Regions from separate parts of the Oryctolagus cuniculus genome. Here region 1 is linked to region 2. Evidence: chromatin contacts called from public Hi-C data. All regions are on one chromosome and are shown on one strand. Each heading gives the region's core, a stretch centred on a gene start, on an enhancer-like site or on the middle of the called end of the contact. The rest is flanking DNA. Distances are from core to core; before and after follow the strand shown.

Region 1 (5,656 bases), core at 2,083-4,582, 390 kb before region 2:
GACAAATTTATGTGGCTAAAGCGTGACTTAACTCCGTAAATTATATTGGGTCCTGGAATGGCTTAAAGGCTCTTCTGGTCAATTATATTTACTTCTGTTTATACAAATTGGCAAGAAGCTACTGTATGCTGGCTCCTGGCCACCTCTAAGTTCCTTCCATTTACAGTCATTTTTATCAGCGATACAATGTTTTTACATTAAATATTCCTGGGAAAAGAAAAAATAATAGCCCACTACATTTATTTCCTGTTGCTCCCAATAAGCACAAGAAAAAGCAGTCATCTTTCTCTGAGTTGGCCATTTACAATTTCCAGGAGAGATGGAGAACTCAGAGATCAACTGTAGATCAAGTATTTATGTTCCTCTGTCCATCTGCTTCCAGTGCATTTCATTTTAATGACTGGCAAATAAGAGAACTAGGTAGGGACTGAAACACTGTGTTTATAGTATTTTAAAAATTAACCCAAAGGGAATTTTAAAGGCGATGTCCTAAAAGTGCAGAGTATCAAAACTAAGATGCCGTACAAAGACCAAAATTAGCAGTGTTCTAGGAGAGAGAAGATGTAATATGAGCAGGGTTGGGAGTCAGATGGTCTAAGGTCCATTAGAAGCTGTGGGGCTGTGACTTGGCATTAAATTAGATAACCATCTCTAAACCTGTTTGTAAAGATTTCTCTAAGCCTCAGTTTCTCACAGTTGTTGACAACTCAAATTCAGTATCCCATGTACATCAACTTGGCCATAACTAACCCCAGGAATCTCGCTTTCCTGGCCTGCAGAGCGAATGAAGGAACCTGAGTGTGGGCCATGCCCTGTGTGTGGTTTCTGTGCTTTAAGATGTTCTAGGGCACAGCACAGCAAAGAGCAGAGAAGCTGCCTTCACCACGTAGGTTCTGCAGGATTCTCCAAGCAGGTCACTCATTTCTCTTGCAAATCCAGTGAAAGAGTGAGACTAGACCCGAAAGCACCCAACATCTCTTCGAGCTCTGAGCTCTGAAATTCTGCATGATTAAGAAAAAACTCCAAACCCCAATGGAAAACAGCAACAACTAAAACCACCACCAAATACCCGACTGTCTTCCTAAGGAATGGTTTACAACAGAGGTCACCACCCCTGACGTTTCAGGCTGTGTCCTTGGCAGTGTGGAGGACCCGGCTAGGTCGCGACAGCGGATTCCCTCCACATGTGAGCAAGAGAGGGGCGGGTGTTCCCGGAAGACCAGTGTCTAGGGGCAAGAGTGGGGGCTGTCCCAAGGGAACCTAACACAGGCTGTAGGGGAAAGCGACTTTGGAAATGGAGCCGAAAAGCACCTGCTAACGCTAGTAACAGTGTTAGCAAGCGCTCGGGCCTGTTCTGTGAAGCGGGATGTGAGGATCCCAAACCTGACCTGCGAAGGAATCAAAGGAAGCGCAGAGAGGGAGGGGAAGATGCGGGAGAGGGGCCGCGGCCCCAGCCACTCACCACGAGCGGGATGGAGCAGATGAGCACCACCAGGGACGTGGCGATGAGTAAGATGACCATCTGGATCTCAGCGCCTGCGATGCGGCGGAAACTCCGGCGGCGGCGAAAGTCGCTGAGACGCGGCAGGGCTGGGGAGGCGGTGGGGTGGCCGCGGCAGGCGGCCGAGGTCACGGCGGCGGCGGCAGCCGCGTGGTGTTGCTCGGTGCCCAGGGAGGTGCGGCGCATGAACTGGCGGTGCATGCGGAGCAGCGCGCCGCACACCAGCACGTTGCAGAGCACGGTGGCGAGGATGAGGAAGGAGCTGAAGCCCGCATACATGTAGGAGAAGGCGGCGTGGGCCGTCACATTGGTGCGCCAGTCGATAAAGCACCAGGTGTCAGGGAACTGAAGCCGCGATCTGCCGAGGCCCATGTTGGGCAGAGCGCAGAAGAGCACGTTGGACGCGTAGACCGCGAAGAGCGTGAGGCCGGCCAGCCGCTTGTCCACGTAGTGGCTGTAGAAGTAGGCGTGGTTGATGGCCAGGTAGCGTTCAATGCTCATGGCACAGATGATGCTGAGGCCAGACAAGCCGAAGAAGAGCAGGATGAAGGTGCTGTAGTCGCACAGCGCCTGGCCCCCGGGCCACTGGCCCTTCATGTAGGTGGCGATGGTCACAGGGCTCACAAGCAACGTGCCCAGCAGGTCGGTGACGGCCAGACCGCACACCAGGGTGTAGAAGGTCGTCTCCTTCTGCTCCTTGCGGGACTTGCACAGCACCACGATGGCCACCAGGTTGCCCACCACCCCGAAGATGAACATCACGGCCGGGATGGTGACCGGGTTGTTCAGCAGCTCGGGCATCGAAGAGGCGGACGCATTGGCCACGGGAGTGGACATGACGGTGGTCTGCGGTGTGCAGCCTTGGAGCGCGAGGCTTGGGTCTAGGGATGGAGGAGAGAGGCAAAGGCGCGGTGAGCGGAAAGGACCACCTGCCAGGTGATTAGGTCCCAGCAACAAGGCACTGAGACCAGGGGAGCAACTCTATCTAACTCTCCGGATGGCAGCCGGTGCCAACTGCGGCTGCCGACGTGCCCCGGCTCCCGATGCGTCCTGCCAGCAGCACCACTCCACTGACATCAATGTTGATAAGCCAATCCTGCCCTCCCCGCCTACTCCCCAACCCATCTCCATTGCCGAGACGAACGAGGCCCCTCTCAAGGGAAAAGTGACTTGCTAATGTATTCCCGACAGACTCCAAATAGAGAAAATTCCCACTGAAAACAAGTGACGGAGGATATGTGAAGAGCTCACTCTCCCCTCCATGCCTCCCTTCCCGGCGCGCCCGGATCCCCTAGCCTCGCAACCGGATTCCCCTAACCCTGGCGTTACCTGGAACTGCCGGAGCGGTGGCAGCCCCGGGAACCCCCAGGGTCAGGCCACAGCTGTCCTGGACCAGCCTGCAACCTGCTTCAGCCTCGTCCGGCTCAGTCCGGCCCTGGCCAAGCCTTCTCAGAACCCGCTCGCGGTGGCGGCCACTTTTCCGGAACTGGGGTCTGGGTGGCCGAATTTCCAAAGCGTGGAGAGCAAGCGGGTCAGTGTTGGACGAGTTTTCGATTTCTCGTTGGATTTTATTTCTCCTTTCTTTGACAGACCAGTCCCAGTTTTTGCAAAGCCCGCAGGTCCCGTCCGCGGGAGGACAGCGTTCAGGTGAGCGGCCACGCGCGCAGGTGGCACGGAGCTCGGCCCCTGGCTCCGGGCGCTGTCCTCCGCAGCCGCGGGCGGCACCGACGGCTATCGAAGTCGGCGGCTGCCGCTGGGGCCGCTCCTGAAGCCCTGGGGGTGGCTCGGGGTCCGCTGGGCCTGCGGCTTTGACCTGGGGCTGCTCATTTTCCTCCGGGGCTGCTGGGTTTCGAGCTCCGCTCTCACCCTTGCAGCCTCTGTACAAACTTTTCTGCTTGTTCAAGTTTCCCTGGCAGAGGCGGAGGCGGACGGCGCGCGGCCCGGGCGCTCATTGGCGGGGCTGGAAGGAGGCGGAGCGCGTCCCCCCTCCCGCGGCCGGGCGGAGCCGGGGGCCGGGCCGGGGCCGGTCCCGGCAGTGCCGCGCCCCTAGTGCGGCGGGGGGCGGTTTCCTGGGCTTTTCCGGCCGGGGAGGTCCGTAAAGTGTGCCCGGGACAGAGACCCCGGGAAGCCCCGGTGCTTTCCCGAGCATCCTCCTGGCATTTCGTGGAGTAGGCGTGCAGAGGGGCCGCTTCTCCCTGGCTGCCTGGGCTTCGAGTGGGCTGTCGCATCTTGTGACCCGGGGGCCGCGACATCTGAGTCTGGGGAAGGGAGGACCACTGCTTTAGGACTCAGTCTTGGAGCCGCCGCAGGGAGAGGAGGAGCGGGTGTGTGCGCGCGGGCGCGGGGCCCCGGGCCAGACCTGGGTGCAAGCAGCGGCCCGTGGCGGGTAGACGGGTGGGTAGGGACCAGGCATGGGCGGGGAAACAACGAAGACTCCATCCTCTCGCCATAAAAGGAAGTGGTTGGCAGAGCCCGTGTTGCGCCCGGGCACCTTAGGCGAAGGGAGAGGAAAGGGCACAGGTGGCAGAATCCTCCGGTCCTAGGCGGGGTTGGTGACCGTGGAGGGCCGTGTGTCTGCGGAGCTGTTTCTCAGCCTCCGGGGAGTTTGTGCCCCTGGAAATAACAGAGCTTTGGGCAGTGTGATTTTCGAGTTAGACACACTCACCACAAATCTGAAAGGCTCGGGGAGGCACGGCAGGGCGCGCAAAGTCAAGCGAGTTTTCTTAAGGCGTCAACTGTCAACTTCGTGGTTTGGGGAAACCTCTTTGCTTTGCTGTTTCTTCTATTTGCAGTTTGTGTGGCTTGCTGTGTGGTGGGGAACATTTTTTTTCTGCGTACTCATTGTTTACTTCTTACTTCACCATTACCTAAAATCGAAGCTGAACACCAGCGCAAGAGACATCTTGAACTTGACGGTGCAATTAAAACAGCCTCGCTATTTTTTTTAGAATACTGTACAGTGAAATTGTGTGGATCTTCACACCATTTAAGTTCCTAGAAAAAAATTTTCCATCTGCTATAAATATGCATTTTAACATAGCACATCTCCTCACAGGCTAATAACTGGACTCGTTTATATAGGCAGACGCCCGTTTCTTAAATGATATTGCATGAATGAATACATCTTTGATAATTTATCTGGTTCTCCAGTTAGTTTCAGGAACAAATGACTAAAAAGAAGAGATTCCAGATTTCAACTGTTAACAGCTCATAAAATGTCTAGAATCATATTTATTTATTTTTTTAAGATTTTATTTTATTTATTTGAAAGACAGAGTTACAGGGAGAGGTAGAGCCATGGAGAGAGAGAGGTCTTCCATCGCTGGTTCATTCCCCAAATGGCTGCAATGACCTCATGTGAGTGTACTAATCCAGCATTATTTCTCTTGTGTAAAGTATTCGCTCAGGCCAGCGCTGTGGCACAGCAGTAAAGCTGCTGCCTGTGACGCTGGCATCCCATATGGACATCAGTTTGATTCCCAACTGCTTCACTTCCCATCCAGCTCCCTGCTAATGGCCTGGGAAAGCAGCAGAAGATGGCTCAAGTGCTTGGGCGCCTGCACCTGTGGGGAGCAGCTCGGACTAGATTGTTACTGGAATTAAGACTTATTCTATGCACCTGCTCTCCCACAATATGGCGCTGGGAGAGAAGAAAACAGCTTCTACACAGCTGCCTCCAGTTCAACCAATAAACTGTAGGACTTGCTCCTGATTGGAGGAGAGCAGCGTACTCGGCGTGTGGGCAGCCGAGTTGGGATTGGCAGAGGAGGACTATAAAGGAGGAGAGAGACGGCATGCACCAGGAACATCTAAGGGGAACATCTAAGGGGAACACCTGTGCAGCCCCCCAGAGAGCCGGCCGGTGGTGTGCCGCTCCCCTGCGGAAGTGGGGAATGTGGCCAGGGGGAACTGCCCTTCCACGGAGGTGGAAGGGACAGTAGCCAACCCGGGAAGAACCAGCAGCAAACCCGGGGAGGGCCGAGCAGATGAAAGAACAGCGCAGGGTCCTGTGTCGTTCCTCCACGAAGAGGGGGAGCGACATGCACCCATGTGAGAGAACCAAAAGAAACTCCTGGCTCCTGGTTTCAGATCAGCCCAGCCCTAGCTTTTGTGGCCATCTGGGAGTGAACCAGCAGATGGAAGACCTTTCTCTCT
Region 2 (6,136 bases), core at 3,303-5,802:
TTGATTTCTGTATGTGGGCCATTCTAATTGGAATGAAGTGAAACCTCATTGTGCTTTTTGATGTGAATTTCTCTGATGGCCAGTGATCCTGAGCATTTCTTCAAGTGTCTGTTGGCCATATGAATTTCATCTCTTGAAAAAATGCCTGTTCAAGTCTTTTGCCCATTTTGTAACTGGATTGTTTGTTATTGGTGAATTTCTTGAGCTCTTTATAGATTCCGGATGTGAACCCTTTATCAGTTGTATAGTTTCAAAATATTTTCTCCTACTCTGTCAGTTGCCTCTTCACTTTGGTCTTTGATTCATTTTGGGTAGATTTTTGTGTAAGGTGAAAAGTAGGGGTCTAGTTTCGTATTTTGGCATGTGGGGATCCAATGTCCTCAGCACCATTTTTTTTTACTTTATGTAATAAATATAAATTTCCAAAGTACAGCTTTTGGATTACAGTGGCTTTTTCCCACCATAACCTCCCTCCCACCCACAACCCTCCCATCTCCTGCTCCCTCTCTCATTCCATTCACATCAAGATTCATTTTCAATTATATTATATACAGAAGATCAATTTAGTATATACTAAGTAAAGATTTCAACCATTAATAAACCCAAATATTCATCAACTGATTATTGAATAAAGAAAATGTGGTAAATATACACTGTGGAATACTACTCAGCCATGAAAAATAATGAAATCCTATCTTTTGCAACAAAGTGGTTATCCTCTTAGAATTGTACCTGTGAAATACATGAAATTTTCTCTTTGTATTAATAAAAACATTTTATAACAAAAAAAAAAGATTTCAACAGTTTACACCCACACAGAAACACAAAGTGTAAAGTACTGTTTGAGTACTAGTTATACCGTTAATTCACATAGTACAACACATTAAGGACAGAGATCCTACATGGGGAGTAAGTGCACAGTGGCTCTTGTTGTTGATTTAACAATTGACACTCTTGTTTATGGCATCAGTTATCACCTGAGGCTCTTTTCATGAGTTGCCAAGGCTGTGGAAGCCTTTTGTGTTGGCCAACTCCGATCTTATTTAGACAAGGTCATAGTCAAAGTGGAAGTTCTCTCCTCCCTTCAGAGAAAGGTACCTCCTTCTTTGATGGCCCGTTCTTTCCACTGGGATCTCACTCGCAGAGATCTTTCATTTAGGTCATTTTTTTTTCCAGAGTGTCTTGGCTTTCCATGCCTGAGAAACTCTCATGGGCTTTTTAGCCGGATCCAAGTGCCTTAAGGGCTGATTCTGAGGCCAGAGCCCCGCAGCATTTGTTAAAGAGACTGAATTCTGTTCTTATCCAAGACACTGCTGAAGCTCTGTGGAGGTGGTGTTGTGTACCATGACAGTAAAACAAACACTAAGCTTTGTCTTGCCTTAGTTTTAGACATATTTGGAGAGCTGGCGTTCAACAGGTTCTTCCCAAATTTCTAGCATGGTAAGGATTATGTGATGAACATTTCGGACCTCAGGGTCCATCGCTGTGGCCCAGCGGATTAGGTCCCCATCTGCCACACTGGCATTCCATATGGATACTGATTCAAGTCCTGGCTGCTCCACTTCTGATCCAGTTCCCTGCTAATGCACCTAAGAAAGCAGCAGAGGATGGCCCAAGTCCTCGGGCTCCTGTACCCATATGGGAGACCTGGAGGAAGCTCCTGGCTCCTGGATTCAGCCTGGCCCAACACCAGCCATTGCAGCCATTTGGGTAGTGAACCAACAGATGGACTCTCCTTCTCTCTTCCTTTTTCCCTCTCCCCTTCTCTCCCTCTCCCCCCCCCCATAAATAAATAAATAAAATCATTAAAAAATTGGAAAACCCATAAAATACCACCAGAGACTTGTAATCTTGTATTGTAATCATATGCTATGATTTCACTAATTTGCCTATTTTATAGGATTATTAAGAACATCTATGAAAATCACTTAGGTAGAGTTTACATCTATCCATTCAACAAGTAGTGAATAGCTGATGTGAAGCAAACATTTTTCCAGATTTTGGCAATTTGGTGGTGAATGAAGTGATAGGTTTTGAGTCATCTTGGTGCTTGCCTGCCAGGGGACAGAGCTAGGTAATAATCACATAGACAAGTATATAAGCAAGACAACTACAGCTTGCATAAATCTAGGAAGGACATGACCAGCTGAGTACTTAGAAAGGGCTGCCTGGGCTCAGCTGGACTGGATAAAGAAGGCCTCATTGAGAAAGAGCCATTTAAGCTAGAGTCTGAGGGATGGAAATCAGTGATTACTGATTACTGCTGAGGAGCTAGAGGATAGTCTTCAAGAAGAGATTAGTAGGAAGGAGAGAGCTTGGATACTTTAAGCAATAAAGGAACTCAGCCTGGCCAAAGTATTAAGAGGAATGAGTAGAGAGCTGCGCATATATTTCACTGTCATGCAGAGATCTGGAGGCAATGGATGATCATTGTCTGAGTCCAGCACTTTGCCACCTGATTGTCTTTCCACTCATCTCTGTGCTCAGACTTAGCTTCACTTTTTCCAGGTTAATTACAACATTTTCTTCATTGGGTCACGTAGTTAAAGAATGATTTTCCTTTTTGGCTATTCTCTAAGAAACAATGTAGCTTACAAAACCAGATATGTGAGTAAGACTTGAAAACAATCCTTTTTTCCCTCAGATAAAATTATATTTGTCCACCCTATCCTAGTCAAAATCCAGGTTATCAAAGCCACACATGTACTTAGGTGACTTTCTCCAAAGCACACTCCTTTATATTAATTGCCCTTTTCCTAATTCTCCATTGCATTGACTAGCTCTTTTGACTTGATACTATTACAAAGTTCAATCATATATTGTATTCTTCAGTTGCATCACACCTAGATCATTTTCAGAATATTATTTGATCTTCCATTTAGAATGACTACTGGGCGTTTAGAAGACAACCAAGTAACATAACCCTCAGCCATCATCGTTTGCTGTGTGTGAGGAAGTGTGAAATGAGGGTCCAGTAGAATTGGGTTCTTGTGGGGATCCTCTTGTGAGTTTTAATCTATCTGCTTCTCTTTTGTATCCTCATTTGCAGAAGAAAAGCTAGTTAGCTCTTTGGACTCTGTTTATACAGACCCTAATCCCATTCAAACAAGCTCTACCCTCATGATCTAATTACCTGCCAAATACTCCATCTTTAAATACCATCTTATTGGAGAGTAGAATTTCAACAGAATTATGGGGGGAATGCAGATATGCATTCCACAACAATATAATATACATGAACACACAGCCCTGTAGTCAATCTTGATTATTCACAGTTTCCATATTTATAAACTTGCCTACTTTCTAAAATTTGTTTGTCACCCCAGTCAATATTCATGGAAATTTCATGAACATGTTCAGAGTGACAAAAATTTGAGATGTTTAATGTACACATTCCCAGCTGGAGTTAAAGTAACAGTTGGCCTTTTGTTTGATTTCTCATGCTGTAAACAATTATTCCCCCATGGTCTATCTACTGCTATGTCTTTTGCATTTCTGTGCTTCCTGTTGGTGATTTCACTGTTTAAAATGACCCCCAAGTGAAATGCGGATGTGCTGTCTCCTGTTTTAAGCAAGAGAAGGCTGTGATTTGCCTCATGGAGAAAATATGTGTGCTGGATAAGTTTCATTCAGGTACGAGCTGCAGGACTGCTGGAGTGAGTTCAATGTTAATGAATCAACAATGTATAGAAATACTCATAAACTAATGTTATTGTTGCTATGTTGATGAATATGTGACCATATCTAAGCTAACTTTGTTTTCCATGTAGGAGCAGTTTACAGTGTTTGCTAATTCTGTGCTTGTGTCACATTATAAACATAACTGAATATTGAGAACTATCATCATAGGAAAGTCCATATACAGGTGTATGTATATAAATATATATCAGACTTAAACATATATAAAATACCACCTATGCAATTTCCCCCCTGAGTGAGAGTCAAGCATATAGCTCCATAAAATCTAAAGTCACTGAGAGACCCAAACATTGGGGTAGACTTGGCAAAAGTCTTAGCTGGGATCTGGTTTTCATGTGTGTACTATTTTTTTAAGATACTTACGTTGCTTGGCTTTCTGTTTTATTGCTCTCATTCTTTTCCTCCCATATCTGATTTTCTAGCCAATATATCTGACTGCATACCATTGCCTCACACATAGTTTGGGTACCATGTTTGGCTCATGTTGTTCCTTGTACTTGAAATTCTTTGTTCTCTTTACATGCAGAAACATGAACTATTCCCTGAAGCATTCTCCAATTTCCATTCCTCCAAGTCTAGACAGCTGTAATCTCTTACTTGAAATACCACAATCTCTTCTTCTCTTGTGGTAGCAACCTATTTGAAAAGGAAAAAACAAACTCAAACTCAGTTTCTCCTACTATAATCTCACAATATTAATTTGAAAACAGGTATTTTTCCCCCACTCACCAAGCAATGCTGTAGAGTGGACACCAATAGTGTATCCTCTAATTCAGTTCAGCTCTAGTACTATCTGCCTGGAGATAACTTCAGATCCCATAGAGCTACAACCCCCACTTTTTAGATGCCCACTTTTTGATGCCACAATTTACATGCCAGGTTGTATTATCTCTGCTTCTGGTCAACTAGCTGTGAACTGGTATTCCTGGATTCAGTTGATCTGCCACAGTAGCTCACACAGAAGTCACGGAAGTATGTTTTTACCAGCTTATTGTAAAGATATAGCAAAGCATTAAGATGAGATGAGCAGGGTAAGGCAGGCAGGAAAGGATATATCATCTCCATGCCTTCACTGTGTGTTCCAGCCTCTTGCACCTCCAGGTGTCATGTCTGTGGAAGCTCTCTGAAACTGGTCCTTTTGATTTTGTGTGGAGGCTTCATTATTCAGACTTGACTGGTTAAGTCATTGGCCATTGGTGATCAGCTTAACCTTCAGCTCCGAGGGGCTGGCAGGGTGGGGATGAGAGTTATAAGCCTTCCTTGATCTTTCCTGTCACCAAGTCCTGCCAACTGTCAGTAAATTCATTAGCATACAAAAACAGTACTTTGAAAATTTCAAGGATTTTAGGAATTGAGTGCCAAGAAACTGGACGAAGGCCATTTTCATTTCTGGATTTCTATCTCAGACAAAGTTTTCAGGAAATAAAGAGGTGAATGACCTTAGAGAATCTACAAGTTCTTCAAAGGAGGGTCTAGATCAAACAAGTCCAGCTGGTTTTGTCCTGTAGCAGAAAGTCAGGTATTCATTAACCTCAGCATCTTGTGGTATACACAATCTTGAGTGCTTTTTGTATGTCATGTGTGTAGAAGCCTCTCAGACACTGTATACCTGGTTTCTCCATGGAAATTGAAATAGAGATCAGTTCACAGGAAGCATTCATTTTTCAGTATGCACTATCTTGAGGTCAGCAAACCTTGTACAGATATACTTAATGATAAATATTCCTGATCTTTTTCTTAAAAGTTATAGAAGGTTGAACCGTACACTGTTGCTCTTCTGCCAGTAACAAGACTGAACTTACTGTTCTTCCTTGACCTAGAATATCAGATAACCCTTGATTCCAGCTGTCACTAATCTTTTCTCTGAGAAAAGCATACTTGCCTCCCTTTTCAGACTTTGATCGGAAGACTTGGCACCTTCTAAAATTTTTTCTTCTATGCTGTCCAAATAGGGTTCCAAAAGGATACGAAACTCAGATTTCATGGTAATATGATGTTTTCTCCAGTAGTTTTTATGTTGTCACCACCAGTGCATTTTTGGAGCACCTTGACATAAAACCAGGTATTTGTATAATTACTTACTGATACTGGTTTGAACAGATTTGACAGACTTTCTGTAATTTGTCAGCAGTACTGAAATTTCAGAAATTTGACAGCTTGCAAATGCCTTTTTCACTTAGAACTTTTTGGTCAAATCACTTAGATTCTCTAGTATCTTGATAAATTAAAAATATTTAGGAATTTCTGGGTTACTGAACTTTAGTTATAATAAGATACATGTTAGTTATATTTTATGACATTTTTTGATCCACTGGTTTTTACTCTAATATTTTGTATAAAATTTCCCCCACTGATTCAGATTATACAAAACTATGATTTTTATTCAATAGAGAAAGTTAGATTTATGTCCTATATTCTTTAGATTTATATGTGAGTA

The links. A called contact is a pair of places that touch in the nucleus more often than the background predicts.
Region 1: a contact with region 2 is called in a Hi-C map of psoas muscle, with 2.8 times the contacts expected there. The contact joins the promoter of PTGER4 here to the enhancer-like site in region 2. A contact is called at or near these places in 2 of 6 Hi-C or Micro-C datasets (psoas muscle and skin fibroblasts).

The regions. Positions count from the first base shown.
Region 1 is chr14:65,918,245-65,923,900 of mOryCun1.1, reverse strand. PTGER4 (prostaglandin E receptor 4) reads right to left here and starts at 3,332. Exons shown (of 3, transcript NM_001082259.1): 1 at 2,831-3,332; 2 at 1,463-2,382. The coding sequence starts at 2,338.
Region 2 is chr14:65,530,642-65,536,777 of mOryCun1.1, reverse strand. No RefSeq gene overlaps it. Among named protein-coding and RNA genes, the nearest start is that of PTGER4, 390 kb to the left of the region's middle. Within about 2 kb of position 4,552, at least 1 of the 8 cell types and tissues checked has an H3K27ac peak or open chromatin away from gene starts, as enhancers often do.